5 separate regions of the Sus scrofa genome follow, and regions 2, 3, 4 and 5 are each linked to region 1. Evidence: chromatin contacts called from public HiChIP or PLAC-seq data. All regions are on one chromosome and are shown on one strand. Each heading gives the region's core, a stretch centred on a gene start, on an enhancer-like site or on the middle of the called end of the contact. The rest is flanking DNA. Distances are from core to core; before and after follow the strand shown.

Evidence for each region. HiChIP or PLAC-seq counts read pairs in DNA pulled down with a chosen protein or histone mark.
Region 2: an H3K27ac HiChIP or PLAC-seq map of alveolar macrophages shows a contact between it and region 1. The contact joins the promoter of ZCCHC8 here to the promoter of CCDC62 in region 1. A contact is called at or near these places in 1 of 5 promoter capture datasets (liver), 3 of 47 Hi-C or Micro-C datasets (embryonic fibroblasts, epiblast stem cells and skeletal muscle) and 2 of 2 datasets of contacts at active chromatin or transcription factors (alveolar macrophages and skeletal muscle).
Region 3: a contact with region 1 is called in an H3K27ac HiChIP or PLAC-seq map of alveolar macrophages. The contact joins the promoter of ARL6IP4 here to the promoter of CCDC62 in region 1. A contact is called at or near these places in 2 of 2 datasets of contacts at active chromatin or transcription factors (alveolar macrophages and skeletal muscle).
Region 4: an H3K27ac HiChIP or PLAC-seq map of alveolar macrophages shows a contact between it and region 1. The contact joins the promoter of RSRC2 here to the promoter of CCDC62 in region 1. A contact is called at or near these places in 1 of 47 Hi-C or Micro-C datasets (embryonic fibroblasts) and 2 of 2 datasets of contacts at active chromatin or transcription factors (alveolar macrophages and skeletal muscle).
Region 5: an H3K27ac HiChIP or PLAC-seq map of alveolar macrophages shows a contact between it and region 1. The contact joins the enhancer-like site here to the promoter of CCDC62 in region 1. A contact is called at or near these places in 1 of 5 promoter capture datasets (liver), 17 of 47 Hi-C or Micro-C datasets (blood, embryonic fibroblasts, mesenchymal stem cells and 6 more) and 1 of 2 datasets of contacts at active chromatin or transcription factors (alveolar macrophages).

Annotation. Positions count from the first base shown.
Region 1 is chr14:30,065,369-30,067,941 of Sscrofa11.1, forward strand. CCDC62 (coiled-coil domain-containing protein 62) reads right to left here and starts at 1,270. Exons shown (of 13, transcript XM_021074080.1): 1 at 690-1,270; 2 at 48-202.
Region 2 is chr14:30,263,243-30,265,815 of Sscrofa11.1, forward strand. ZCCHC8 (zinc finger CCHC-type containing 8) reads left to right here and starts at 1,281. Exons shown (of 15, transcript NM_001190154.1): 1 at 1,281-1,496. The coding sequence starts at 1,298.
Region 3 is chr14:29,887,168-29,889,740 of Sscrofa11.1, forward strand. ARL6IP4 (ADP ribosylation factor like GTPase 6 interacting protein 4) reads right to left here and starts at 1,303. Exons shown (of 5, transcript NR_033706.1): 1 at 651-1,303; 2 at 1-131.
Region 4 is chr14:30,240,768-30,243,340 of Sscrofa11.1, forward strand. RSRC2 (arginine/serine-rich coiled-coil protein 2) reads left to right here and starts at 1,296. Exons shown (of 10, transcript XM_013982805.2): 1 at 1,296-1,478. The coding sequence starts at 1,473. It overlaps KNTC1 (kinetochore-associated protein 1), which reads right to left and starts at 1,221. Exons shown (of 65, transcript XR_002338925.1): 1 at 980-1,221.
Region 5 is chr14:29,913,933-29,916,505 of Sscrofa11.1, forward strand. It overlaps ABCB9 (ATP-binding cassette sub-family B member 9), which reads left to right. Exons shown (of 14, transcript XM_021074072.1): 4 at 1,738-1,852; 5 at 2,402-2,532. LOC106505925 (a long non-coding RNA gene) reads right to left here. Exons shown (of 4, transcript XR_002338921.1): 4 at 1,883-2,140. Among named protein-coding and RNA genes, the nearest start is that of ABCB9, 19 kb to the left of the region's middle. Within about 2 kb of position 1,284, at least 16 of the 83 cell types and tissues checked have an H3K27ac peak or open chromatin away from gene starts, as enhancers often do. A contact at or near this core is called in alveolar macrophages and retroperitoneal adipose tissue, where this site is marked.

The DNA of each region.
Region 1 (2,573 bases), core at 20-2,519:
AAGAATTGCAAATAAATAAAAATGACGAGTGAATTTCAGTTACTTACTAAACAGAGAAAATGGAATTTGGAGTCAAGGGATTCCAAGTCCACAAACTTGAATTCCAGTCTTTGGTAAGTCATTCACTCACTTATTCATTCCTTCAACATTTAGCGCCATTTTGGGGATACAGCACTGAGCTCACCGGCAAGGAGCACGTATTCTAGTCGAGCAACACAAGCAACAGGCCAAGTGTACACATCCCGTTCAACTCAACCAATACCGGTAAATGCAAATGTCAGACAAGTTTATTTTCAAGACTTTTTAGTAAAATGGATTATAAGAGTGCCGCTCCACTAGCAGGCTGCTGTTAAGCAACGTTAAGGACAGGAAGCGAGAAGGCGTATATAAAGGCAGATCTACAAATGCCCACTGTTACCCTTAAAAAGTGAGCAGCACCTAATGCTCGCCACTCGACTTTGCGCCTGGGCTGAAAAACAAGATTTTATTAAAGGAAACGGATGTGACGCTCCCTCTTCCCTCTACATCCCGAGTATTGTTTTAAGCAGAAACGGTTCCCGAAAAACCAGCCACGTTCGGCCCAGACACACGTTGTCCCCGAGATCTGCCCTCCGCTTCCCACCGACCCGCCGGCGGAAACGGCGAGTCCGCCCGCGGCGGGAGGGAGGCGCCAAGCGGCGGCCGCTCACCTGGCGCCCGGCCAGGAAGGAGGCCGAAGGGTTCATAGGTGTTTCCTCCGCCCCCGGAGAGTCAGTGTGCGCAGCGTCACCTTAGAAACGCCATAGGCGCGCCTGCCCGGAGCGGCGGGGGCCAGCCCCGAGCGCTGGAGCCCCGCGCCCTCGCTGGCCCAAGCAAGCCCGCCTAAACCGCCAGCCCCGCGGAGCGTGCCCGGCCTCCCGGCCTATAGGGTCGCTGAGGGGCCGCCCCGGTTCTCGCGACACCCGGTGGCCGGTTGCGCGATCCCGCGGGAAGCCAGCTCCTACCCGGGCATTTTGTTCTTCCAAATCCGGACCTGGGGGCTCTTGAAAGGCATATCTGACGATGTAAAAGCCATTACCCACCGCCTGCAAAGAACCATCACCCAGGGAATGATAAAGCAACGAATGGCTGTTTCTGCTCCATGATCTCCTGCCAAACTGTGAACACGGTCGTTAGCTGCTGTGTACCCCTGGCATTCAGGCAACAAAGAGACTGGAGGCAGAAGCCAGCCCTGGCAGTTCATAGTCAGCTGCTGACCATCCTAGCAGACAGGCCTAAGCTAAGAATCAGGTGAAAAAAGAAAACAATTTTTTTGGACTCTTGATATAGCTCTTGAATTGCAATGAGAAACTTGACACTTTGTTGTGACAACATTTACTGTTCTGGGTTGAAACTAAGCTTTTTTTTTCTTCTTGGCCCTGCGTGAGGGATGTGGAAGTTCTGGACCAGGGGTTGAACCTGTGCTGCAGCAGCGACCCAAGCTGGCACAGTGACAACGATCCTTAACGCACTGCGCCAGAGGAGAACTCTGATACTAAGCTTTTTTCACCCTTTCTTCTACATTTTATTCTTCATGTTATAATAGGAATTGAACTATACAAAAATAATTGGAGGCGTTTCCACTGTGGCTCTGCAGAAATGAATCTGACTAGCACCCATAAGGACGCAGCTTCAATCCCTGGCCTTGCTCAATGGGTTAAGGATCCAGTGTTGCCATGAGCTGTGGTGTAGGCCAGCAGCTACAGCTCTGATTTGACCCCTAGTGTGGGAACCTCCATATGCCCCAGGAGCAGCGGCCCTAAAAAACCCCAAAAACAGGAGTTCCTGTCGTGGCTCAGTGGTTAACGAATCCGACTAGGAACCATGAAGTTGTGGGTTCGATCCCTGACCTCACTCAGTGGATTAAGGATCCAGCATTGTCATGAGCTGTAGTATAGGTTGCAGACATGGCTCAGATCCTACGTTGCTGTGGCTCTGGCTTAGGCCAGCGGCTACAGCTCCAATTCAACCCCTCGCCTGGGACCCTCCATTTGCCTCAGGAGTGGCCCAAGAAATAGCAAAAAGACAAAAAGACACACACACACACAAAAAAAAAAAATTGGAGTTCCCTGGTGGTGAGGGTTAGATCCCAGCCTGGGAACCACCGCATGCCAGAGAGCACAGCCGAAAAATGAAAAAAGCTTATATTTAACCTCTGATTGTCCACCCACTGCTGCTTAACTTGTAAGATGGCATTCCTGTCAAGACAGATCACCAAACACAGTCTTAATAGTATTTCACCTTTACTTTCTGGTTGACTGTAAATTAGCAAGACACGCCCTTTTGTTTATAAAAGACGATCCGAAAATGAAAAAATAAAATTTGAATTTCTTACTGTGAAGCTTTACTGATTTGGATGACACTTGCATCCTTAGGACAAGGTCATGTTGAGAATGGACAAGACAGTGCCTTCGAACTTAATCGAGAAAGCAAATGCTCTGAGTTCCTGTCGTGGCTCAGCAATAATGAAACCAACTAATATCCATGAGGATGCAGGTTCAGTCCCTGGCCCTGCTTAGTGCGTTAAGGATCTGGCATTGTTGTGAGCTGTGGTG
Region 2 (2,573 bases), core at 31-2,530, 200 kb after region 1:
TAAGTCAGATCCTGGCAAATAATTCACAACCCTTTCCTCTCCTTCCCCATAACCCTTGAGTTATCTCTGTTCTTTATTTTTCAAATATCCTCTATTAAATACCAACTCTCCACCACTTGCCACTACCTAATCTAACATTTGTTGATTTTATTACAAAAATCTATTCCATCTGTCTCCTAGACTGCCACCAATTCTTTTCCTACCATGCAATCAGGACCATCCTATCAAAATGTAAATTTGTAGCTCACAGACACACCACCTGTTTAAAATGCTTACCAATTTGGGGATGGGAAGAATGAATATGCCTAATATGGTCTCTGAGTACTGGCCTAATTAACGTTCCACCCCGGGCCTCCTCTTGCTCCACTCTGCCTTTTCATACGGAATTTTTTTCCTTTTTTTTTTTTTTTTTTTTTTTCTTTTTAGGGCCACACTTAACAGCATATGAAATTCCCAGGTTAGGAGTTGAATTGGGGCTGTAGCCGCCTATACCACAGCCACAGAAATGCCGGATCTTTAATCCACTGAGCAAGGCCAGGGACCAAACCTTTCATTCTCATTCTCATGGATGCTAGTCGGGTTCGTTACTGTTGAGCCACAAGAGGAACTCCCTATTTTGCTCACTCTTGCATTCTCAGCTCCTAGAACAGTACCTGGCACACTGAATGTGGTAAATAAATGTTACTGAATGAATGGGTGATTGAAGGAGAAACCACCAAAAGCCACAACAGACAAAGCTAAAGTAACCTAAAGCTTGAGCTTCATGGAAAAAAAAAAAAAAAAAAAAAAAAAAAAACCAACCAACTGAAGTAGCTTCTCCAAGATTACAAATGTATCCTATGGCAAAGCTGGAGTTCCTTATTCTCTAGTTTGGCACGCAACCACAACATGTGATAAACCATGCATCGTGCTCTGATTTTTTTCAGCCTTAGATACATAACAGGGACAACTCGTAACATTTTGATCTAGTTGGGCTTTCTTCACGTTTTAAAAGGACCAATCCCAGTATGCAGTGCAAACAATGAGTTAACAGTCGCTTAGAAACCACATGTCCCAGCATGCCATGCTTCGGAGCAATCTCAGAGGTGGGTCTGAGGAAACGCCGTTGCATTCTGGGAGTTGTAGTCTCACAGGACTGGCCCGCCCCTTGTGCAGCTCCGGCGGCCTACGTTTAGGAGGAAACCCTACTGGGTGGCTTAGATCGGCCGGAGCCGGGAGAGCGGTGCCGCCCAACAACCTTGGCCGCCGGCCGGGTGGCCAGCTCCGCCTCTTCTCGTGTCTTTTCCCACAGCCCAAAATGGCGGCGGAGGTGGATTTTGGCGATCTAGAGCTGTTCGAGGCGTTTGACCACGCCGAGGAGTCGATTCCGAAGCCCGTTCACACCCGCTTCAAGGAAGACGACGGCGACGAGGAGGATGAGAATGGAGTCGGCGACGCGGAGCTCCGGGAACGGCTTCGGCAGTGCGAGGAAACCGTCGAGCAGCTCCGCGCCGAGAATATCCTTCCCCTCGCTGGGCCGTGTCACCCGGGCGTGTGGTGGGTGCGGTGCCGGGAAGAGCGCGGGCGGAAATTCCACCAGGGCCAGAACTCAGGCTGAGAATCTAGGGTTCAGATTGCGTAAACTGTCCCCCAGGCCTCGGCGCGGGACCTCTCCCTTAGTGGGATGCGTCTCCTGGACTTGATTCGCGCCTCCCGCCCCCCCCCCCCAATTCCGGGGCCGGATTTTAGGGTTATTTCGGACAGTTTCAACTGTTAAATTGTAGGCTCTTCACCACTTGTCTTCCTCTCTTTGGAATCACTACCCGACTTCATTTTCTGCAGCCCAGCTAAAGTTGATGAAGCCGTGTTATAGTTAGGAGATACCGGCTGTTTAGACTTTGGCGCAGATCTGTCTTTCCAGTGGGGCAGAAGTGAGGGGTCCTGGGATGTAGAGTCGGGGCCCTTAAGGGTTCGAAGCGCGGAAAGAAAAATGGTTAATTGCTTGAAGAACATTGAGGATTCATTTTAAAGTTCTTCCACTTTAAAATAGCTTCCGTGGTGAAGATGTATTGCAAAGGTTTAGAGAAGACGCGCCAAATCAGTTTCCGTTTGTCTTTAGTTTACAGCCTTTCTAGCAAGATGTGTGACTGTTTTTTCACATTCTTAGAGGGTTTTTGTTTTGTTTTACTATTCATACAGATAACTTTGGTTCAGGTAGTTTTGCTAATGGAAAGATCCCTGAAAGCGGTTGGTAAATCATCTTTTAAGGTTTAAGAGGTCATTTTTTATAATGCCTTTTTCCTCAACATTTTATTATGAGAAATTTCAAAATACAGGAAAGTTGAAAGGATTTTACAGTGATCTTTACAGAGTCCATCCTAGCTTATTAGGTCCTTAACAGTGTCTTATGCTGCATGTACTTTATTTGAATAATCATGATGCTGCTGACTTGGACAATTATCTTTAGTGAGTGGCTGTTTAACTTCTGACAGGACACCGTTGTCTGAATAACGTTTTTGGTTGTCTGTTAGTCTCTTTTGAACTGCATGAACCTGCCTTAGAAAGATCACGTTTAAAAGGATGAAAATGATGTT
Region 3 (2,573 bases), core at 53-2,552, 180 kb before region 1:
TGCTTCTCTTCTTCAGCTTCTTCTTCCTTTTCTTCTTCTTCTTCCTCTTCTTGTCCTTGTGCTTCCCCCGCTTCTTCCGGCCATCGCTGGAGGAAGAGGAGGAGGACGAGGAGGAAGAGGAGCTAGAAGAACTGGAAGAAGAGGAGGAAGAGCTGGATCGTGGTCTCCTCCGGGCCTTGTGCTTGCTTCTCTCTGTGATGCATGGAGAAGGTGAGGCTGGAAGGCCAGGAGGGGAAGAAGTAAACCTTCGTCCCCTTGCTCTGGCCTGTAGCAGGCTCAGGCTGACCCCAGAGGCATGAAGCCCTCGGGCAGGGCTTTCCAGAAAAGGGATCAGCACCCTGTGGAGAGGCACTTTCTGGGCTGCCAAGTCACTGACCACCCAGGAGCAGGGCAACCAGCCCCCACATCTCCCGCCCAGCTGCACCAAAGATATGATTAAGTGCTCCTTTCACTCAGTATTCAATGGGCTGGTCCAGCCGCTGGATTCTGAGCATCCTTCAATCCAGATACCCAGGATCTACACTCTGGGTCCTCCTTTGAATAGTGCTCTCTGCAATTTTCCCAAAGCCAGTCCGGAAAAGCCCGCCCAGCTGCCTGCAACTTCCTCCATGAAGTTCCCTCACCCCTTTCCCATTCCCTCTGGTTCTCACCCTCCGCCCCAGAGGAGGTAGTGCTGGCTTTGCGGCTTTGGGATCTAGAAGCCGAGCAGCTCCTGGGAGCGTCCTTACTGCTCTTCTTCCTTTTCTTTTCCGACCCTCTGCCCCGGGACCGGCTGCGACTCCTCGAGCGCTTGCGAGAGCCGACGTGAGCCATAGCGCCGTGGGCTGGAGGCGGGGAGACGCGCTTAAACTGGGGGTCCCTGGGCCGGTCCGCAGACTGGGTTCCAAGAGCGGCTCTACTCAGAACCTGGTCCTCTAGGGATCGATACCCGTCACCACCCGGGGCAGGGATATGAGGGGATCTATGCAATCGCACAACCCGCACCCGCCCCTCGCCCCCAGGTATCCCAGATTCTCGGCGGGCTCCTGGATTCTCCGCAGCGGCCTCTTTAAGGGCCCGCCCCCGCCCGGACGCTCCACGCCTGCGCGATCCAGTTCAGGAGCCCTAGGAACGGCAGTGTTCCTCAGCTGCCAGGTGAGTTCTTTATTCCTTTCCGCGTACTCCTACCCTCCACCCCGCGCCCTCCGCAGCCTTGCCGCCTTAAAGAAAGTCTCCGAAGCTGCTCCGCTCCCGCCTCAACCGTCCATTTGGCCGGACCACCTGCCCTGCACCGCGCCTTAGAGTAAGGAAGTGGCTGCTGGGTGACTTCCGGTCTGGGGGTGCTGCTCGGGAGACAGTCCGGCTGCGAAGCGAGGCGCGGTTGCCTTTAGTTCTGAAGCCCCAGGTTCCGTTTCTGTGGCAGCCCAAGAAACGGAACCTGGCGCGATCACCACGGGAGAGGCGAGTTGGGCATCCAGGCTTCCGCCTACAGGTGGAGCTCCGAGACGAGAGACCTGCTCTCCAGCCTGGCGCCAGTCCTGGAGTTTGCAGGCCTTTTGCTGCAGCTGTGCTTCTCCCAACGCTGTTCTTTCGGCGCGCCTGCAGCACCCCCAGACTCCCTGGCGCCCCAGGGAAGAAGGCGACCCTACTGCGCGCCGCTTTTCCTTTCTGGATTGTCTTCGGATGTGTCCACTGCAACGCGCTGCGAGCTCCAGAGCTTTGGTCTTTCCATCGTCCCCACCCAGTAATACAGAGATCGCACTCAAACGTCCATAAGGACCAGAGGGATCATGGCAGTGAATGAGGAAGGGACCCTGTGATCAAGAGCACCACAGGCCTGTCTAGAGTGGGGACAGCTGAGACCCTGCTGATTTCTGCAGTACGGATTGGGGCCTGGTGTTCCCAGATCTTCCCACTCCCTTAAGAAGTCAGAACTCAAGATTTCAACATAGCTACATGCCTCATCCAGTCTTGGGGCCAAGTTGCAAACTCTTCAGTAGTGATGATAGCAGCAGACACAGGGCTGTTAAAAATCACTTTATAAACATGAGGCCCCAGAACAACTCTAGGCCATACTCACCAGGTGAGGAAAGTAAAGCACAGAGAGGTCACACGGCTTACCCACAGTCACAGGTGGAAGTGATCGAATCAGAATTAGAACCCAGGCAGTCTGGCTCCAGAGTCCCTGCTTTTAATCCCTCTGCAGTAACCCCTCTGTACCATCCAGAAGATGCCTTAGGTGGCTGGCCCAAATCCTCTTTGTAGACAGGTGTACTCGCCCCAAGCCGTGGTATTTGCTGCTGACACCTCACACCTGTGCCCTTCTCTGGACGACTCCCTTGGCCACTGGAGATGGATGTCTGGGAAGTTACTCACCCCCTCCCTACCCTGAAATACCTTAAAGCCAGTTAACTGATGTTGGGGGCAAACTGTGGTACCATTCATGCTGCAAAGAGCCTATAAGATTGGGCTGAAGCTGGATCCTTCTTGAAACCACATTTGGCCCAGCTGCTTCTGCCCTATCCTGGTTCCCCTTCTTCTGAGAGTATTCCCTCCTTAAACCACTTGCACAGGAATCCCCATCTCAGCCTCTG
Region 4 (2,573 bases), core at 46-2,545, 180 kb after region 1:
TTTGGGTGGTAGTTGGGAGGAGATGGGAAGGAAAGGTTGGAGTGAAAATTTTCATGGGTCTCAGTGTCCTATCTCTGTAAAAATAGTTAAATAGTGTCAGCCTCCCAGGTCTGTCACACTCAACTCTTTCAACAACTGTTTATTGAATGCCTAATACATACCAGTCACTGTTCTAGGAGCTGAGAATACAGTATGAAATTTATATTCTCACAGGAAGGACATACAAAAATAAAATATACTGCGGTATTGAGTAGGCAATGAAGAGTGAATGAATCACTCTTTTAATCTACACAACAACCCACTTTACAGCTGAGAAACATGAGTCAGGGACTAAGTAAATGGCCAAGGTCACCTAAAGCGAATTGATGATGTAGCTATACTCATCTGCGAATTTGTAGACTCAAATTCACACCAGCTGTTAACTATTATACTGCATAATTACAAAGAGTGTACAAAAGAAGGGGGGGAGGAACGCCTAAGAAGGACCTGTTTGGCAACTGTAGACATGTGGGCAGAGACCCTAATACCAAGAAGTCAACTATGCAAAGCTCAGGGGGAACAAAGATGCAGGCCCGGTGCAAAGGCTCAGAGGATGGACTGAGTTTGGGGCGGCTGCCAGGCCTGAGCAAGAATGGAAAAGTGCGGGAACTAGATAGGTGGAGCTAAGTGAATCCCCAATCTCAAGACTGGGTTAAATCCTCAGTGCTAGGGAGGGAAAGATGACCAGGAACGTGATTTTATTAACGATTTGAGATTACACTGGCTGCCGGGTGAAAAGATGAACGAATTAGGCAAAAACAGTTTCAGCAAGGCCTTCAGGCCGTAAATGCTCTCAGCTGGACACCGGGGCCAGCAAGAACCCAATCTCTCTCCCGCCAGCGTCTAGTGGGGAAAACACCCCGGACTGAGCTGAGGCCTCTGCTACTTCAACATAAGCCCACCCCCCGCAAGCTACAACAGCGCGGTTCCCCCTCCTCACCCGCAATTGAAGAAACTAAAGAACAGTCAAGTTTACAGCCCCTCTTCGGACACCCACAGCGGCTCCTAGACGCGTCAGGGCCCATCCCACAGGTTTAAATTGGCGGGAGATCACCAAGCCCAACCCCTTTTACGGCAGCCAGCGGAGGCCAAGATTGCTTAAGAATCGAAATAGGAAGTCGCCCCACCCTAAATTCCACCGGTTCCGAGAACCAGGAAACTGCATTCTAGGGTGTGTTCTTGGCCCCGCCCCATCCCTGGCCTTACACGCCCCCTTCAAAAGAACAACCAATCACCGTTGAACAGCGTTGCTACAGAAACTCATCACCACCCCTTTTCCTCCCAGCAGGCTGTGCGACGCGCCGGGCCTTAGCCCGTTTGTGCCATCCGGGTCTCTCGTTCGAGCGATTCAGTCTGTGGCGAATCGTCTAGGCGGCCGGTACTGTGGAAAGCGGCAAGTGGAGGCGCCGCTCCAGCGGCCAGGACTGTGGACTATGGCGGTAGGTGCCGAATCTGAGTTTAAAGTCAGGGATGTTTCTCTGCTACTGTCCGAAGAAGGGATGAAGGGCTCCCAGAGCTGTTGTCCGAGCTTGTGTGTGGACAAAATGGCGCCGCGGCCTTCTTCTGCGCCCGCCATCATGGCTGCCTCCTTTAGGGAGGGGGAAGTGAGGCGGTGTCGTTGGGGGTGGGGAGCCGCAGGGAGTGTCTTTTTTTTCCAGAACTTTCCTCATCTCTTTCCCAGCTGTGTGTTCTTTTTGGCCCACCGAACTGACTGCAGTTTAGCTTAGTCTAGTGATTTATATTGAATTTTGTTAGGGCTTAGGCATTTATATGTTCGCGGTGGGACCTGGAGTCGTCCGTGAAAAGTGTTGGGTCATAAAGGCGGTGCCTGTAAGGGATAGAAACGTGGGGGGCGAGCGGTCTTGTAGCGTTTTTGTTTTTAGTTTTTTCCTTTTTTGCCTGAGTGCTAGGAGGCGATTCCAGTTGCATAATTTCCGTTAGTGTTCCATCTGTGTACTTTAGTTTATTCCTTAGCAGCTAGATAACGTGTTTCTGGAAGGGAGTAAAAATTCGATTTAATTAAGAGAAGATTTTGGCACTACGAATTCTGATTGATGCTCTGTTTCCGAAGTGGCTTTCGATGCAGTCATTTTGAAGTCTGAGAAACATAATCCAGCCCTGTCGCTGACGTTGTTACTTTAAACTTAAGAGTTCTTCATTGGCCCATTTAATTTTAAATGGAGAGTACGGTTCTTAAATCACCACTTTCGAAAAATAAACCTTCTTTGGGTATAAGATGTCCAGTCCTGATAGATCACATTATTGTGTGATTACTTCCTTTTACTTATCCTGTTAAAAGAAAAATGCGAGAATTTTGTATTCTTTTTCCATTGACTAAAAAGTTGTATTTTCTTGTTTTTGGAAATGAAGCATAAGTAAAACCTTGTAGCTCATCCTAATCACTGGAGTACCTGGAATTTAGAAATCATGGAAGATCCTCCCTCCTCCCATGCCCAGTTGATTTGATTTAGAACCCCTTTTTTTATTAACCGATTTAGAACTAGTTTGAAATCGCTTGGCAGGCTATTTGTGCA
Region 5 (2,573 bases), core at 34-2,533, 150 kb before region 1:
GCACAGAGGCCAGTGTAGCTCAAGCAGAATGTGTGTGTGTGTGTGCGCGGGGGAGGGGGGGAGTGGAAGGTGAGACAGATCACTAGCAGGGACCAGACTGCACAGGGCGCTGTTGGCCACTGTAAGGACTTTGACTTTGATCCTGGATGATATGGGAGCCACTGGACTGTTTGAATAGAGGGCTGACAAACGCCAGCTTGGGTTTCATAGGCTTCTGCTGTCTGCTGAGTGGAAAACCAGGCTGATGGGGACAAAGGCGGCAGCAGGGAGACCCAGCAATTGGCTTAGATAATCCCAAGGAGATAGACGAATTCAGGTGCGGCAGTAGAGGCAGCAACTTCTGGAAATATTTTGAAGGTGGAGCTGCAGGATTTGCTGATGGACTGGAGAGTTCATGTGGTTCTTGTGCCGATGCAACAAGAGTTTGCACACGTGCTTATCACAGCACCCCACCCAGCGAGGGCTCCATAAACCTCTGTTGAGGTTAATATCATCATTGGACCTTGCTGGAATCAGAATGAGTCTGGAGCTCGCTGATGCCCAGTGCTTCCCTGTGGGTAAACTGAGGCAGAAATTCAGCTGAGGGAGAACTTCACAGCGGTGGCTGAAGACCTCATGTGTCCAGGGATGGGGCAGGAAAAGAAGAGACTCTCTAGGCTGCCACCTTGTGGTCCTTGCACTGTGACCAGCAGAGGGCACCAGAACCCCATTGAAGGTCTTCCTGTCCTGGCTGAGCCAGCCCTGCAGGGCTGACCAGGAAGGCACCAGCCAGATGCCCAGGGTTTATTCAATGACTTTTATTGAGCACCTCCTGTATACTCAGCCCTGAGCCAGGCTATACCTGCTGAAAGAGCTGCACTGAAAATGGGACACAACCTGGTCTGACCAGCCTCCATTCCGTATCCATCATTTCCATAAGATGAGAGTGGGTGTTCATTTTGGATTACTGGGAGGGAAGACATAAGGAATGAGCTCCCAGATTGGATGCTGGTTTGGGTTTGAGTCCTGGCCCTTCCTCTTAATTTCTGTGTGACCTTGGGCAAATTACTCGGCCTCTCTGAGTTTCGCATTCACGTCTATGAAATGGGATGACATCCCTGCTTAACTCCCCTCTATCCACAACTACTGAGGATAGTTGTGAAGAGACAGCAGGACATAAGGGTAAGACATTTTCTGGCAAATAGCTCCACCAAGAGGAGTTGGGTGCCAATTTCCAGCATCGCTTGGAAGGAGAATGACCCTTATCTTCTGAGGTTCTAAGAATTTGCACTCTGAACCCTCAGGCAAAGAAAATAAGGAAGTGAACTTTGGCATCTGTCAGCCACCAATTGGCTGAGTGGCTGGGTGAGCATTAGCTCATCTTTTTGGCCTCCCTTTCCTCATGTGTAAGATGGGCGATGACAGGGCCAAGTTCCGAGTCCACACGCAGAGGGAGCGAACAATCGCACGGGAGCCCCTTGGCTCTGTGTGCTCCATCCCTGTAGCCATTGTTACTCATAACACAACGTACTCTATAAAGATTGGATAACCCCTGTTCCTGCGTTCCTGTTCTCTGAAAAGGGCCATTAGACAGTGGGGCCCCTCCCCAGCCTCCTGCCATGCTGAGAAGTGGGACTTTGCCAAGAGAGGAAACCCCATGGGTGGGGTAAGCAGTGTGGGAGCTTCCAGGGGCTCAGGAGGAAGGACCCAGGCACCCCTGGCTGCAGGCACCCCCTGAGCCCACCCGTCTGCCGGCAGGAGAGACCTTCCTCCCCTACTACACCGGCCGGGCCATCGACGGCATCGTCATCCAGAAGAGCATGGAGCAGTTCAGCACGGCGGTCATTGTCATGTGTGCACTGGCCATCGGCAGGTAGCTGGCTCTCCACCCCACGCCTGCAGGAGGGAGGGAGGGAGGTCAGGACCAGCCCCTGGGAGGAAATTGGGCTGGGGAGGCCCAAGAAATGTCCCCAAGGGTCCCGCCCCTCCGCTTCTCCCTATGGTGACCAACAACCCAACTGGCTTAGTCCCATCCATCTGATTGAACCATACCCTCTTGTCCCGAAGAATGGCTTCTGTTTTCGGGGTTCCCCTTTCACACCGCCCACCCCTTGGGCTGTTTTCCAAGCAGGAAACAAGGGCCAGCCTTGTCTACGCTGTTCTGGAAGGAGAGGGGTCTGGATGGCAAAGCTGGGTCCCTCGCCCGCAGTAAACTCAGTCCCCTCTGTGCCCTCACCTTGGGGGCTCCTGTTGGGAACAGGGAGACCCCGCAGTGGTGCCAGCCCTGGAGAGTGGGCTCGAGGTTGGGGTCCCGCTGGTCTCTGCCCCGCGAGGGCCCTCAGCAGCGGGAGGGGCGGCAGGGGTGGAGGTTGGCTGTCGGAAGGACGTCGAGCTATACATAACATCTCTTATCTGCAATTAGCTCATTTGCCGCAGGTATTCGGGGCGGCATTTTTACCCTCATATTTGCCAGACTGAACATTCGCCTTCGCAACCGTCTCTTCCGCTCGCTGGTGTCTCAGGAAACAAGCTTCTTTGATGAGAATCGCACAGGTGGGTCCTCCCAGGGCCTGGGGTGACCTGGGGCCAGGCCC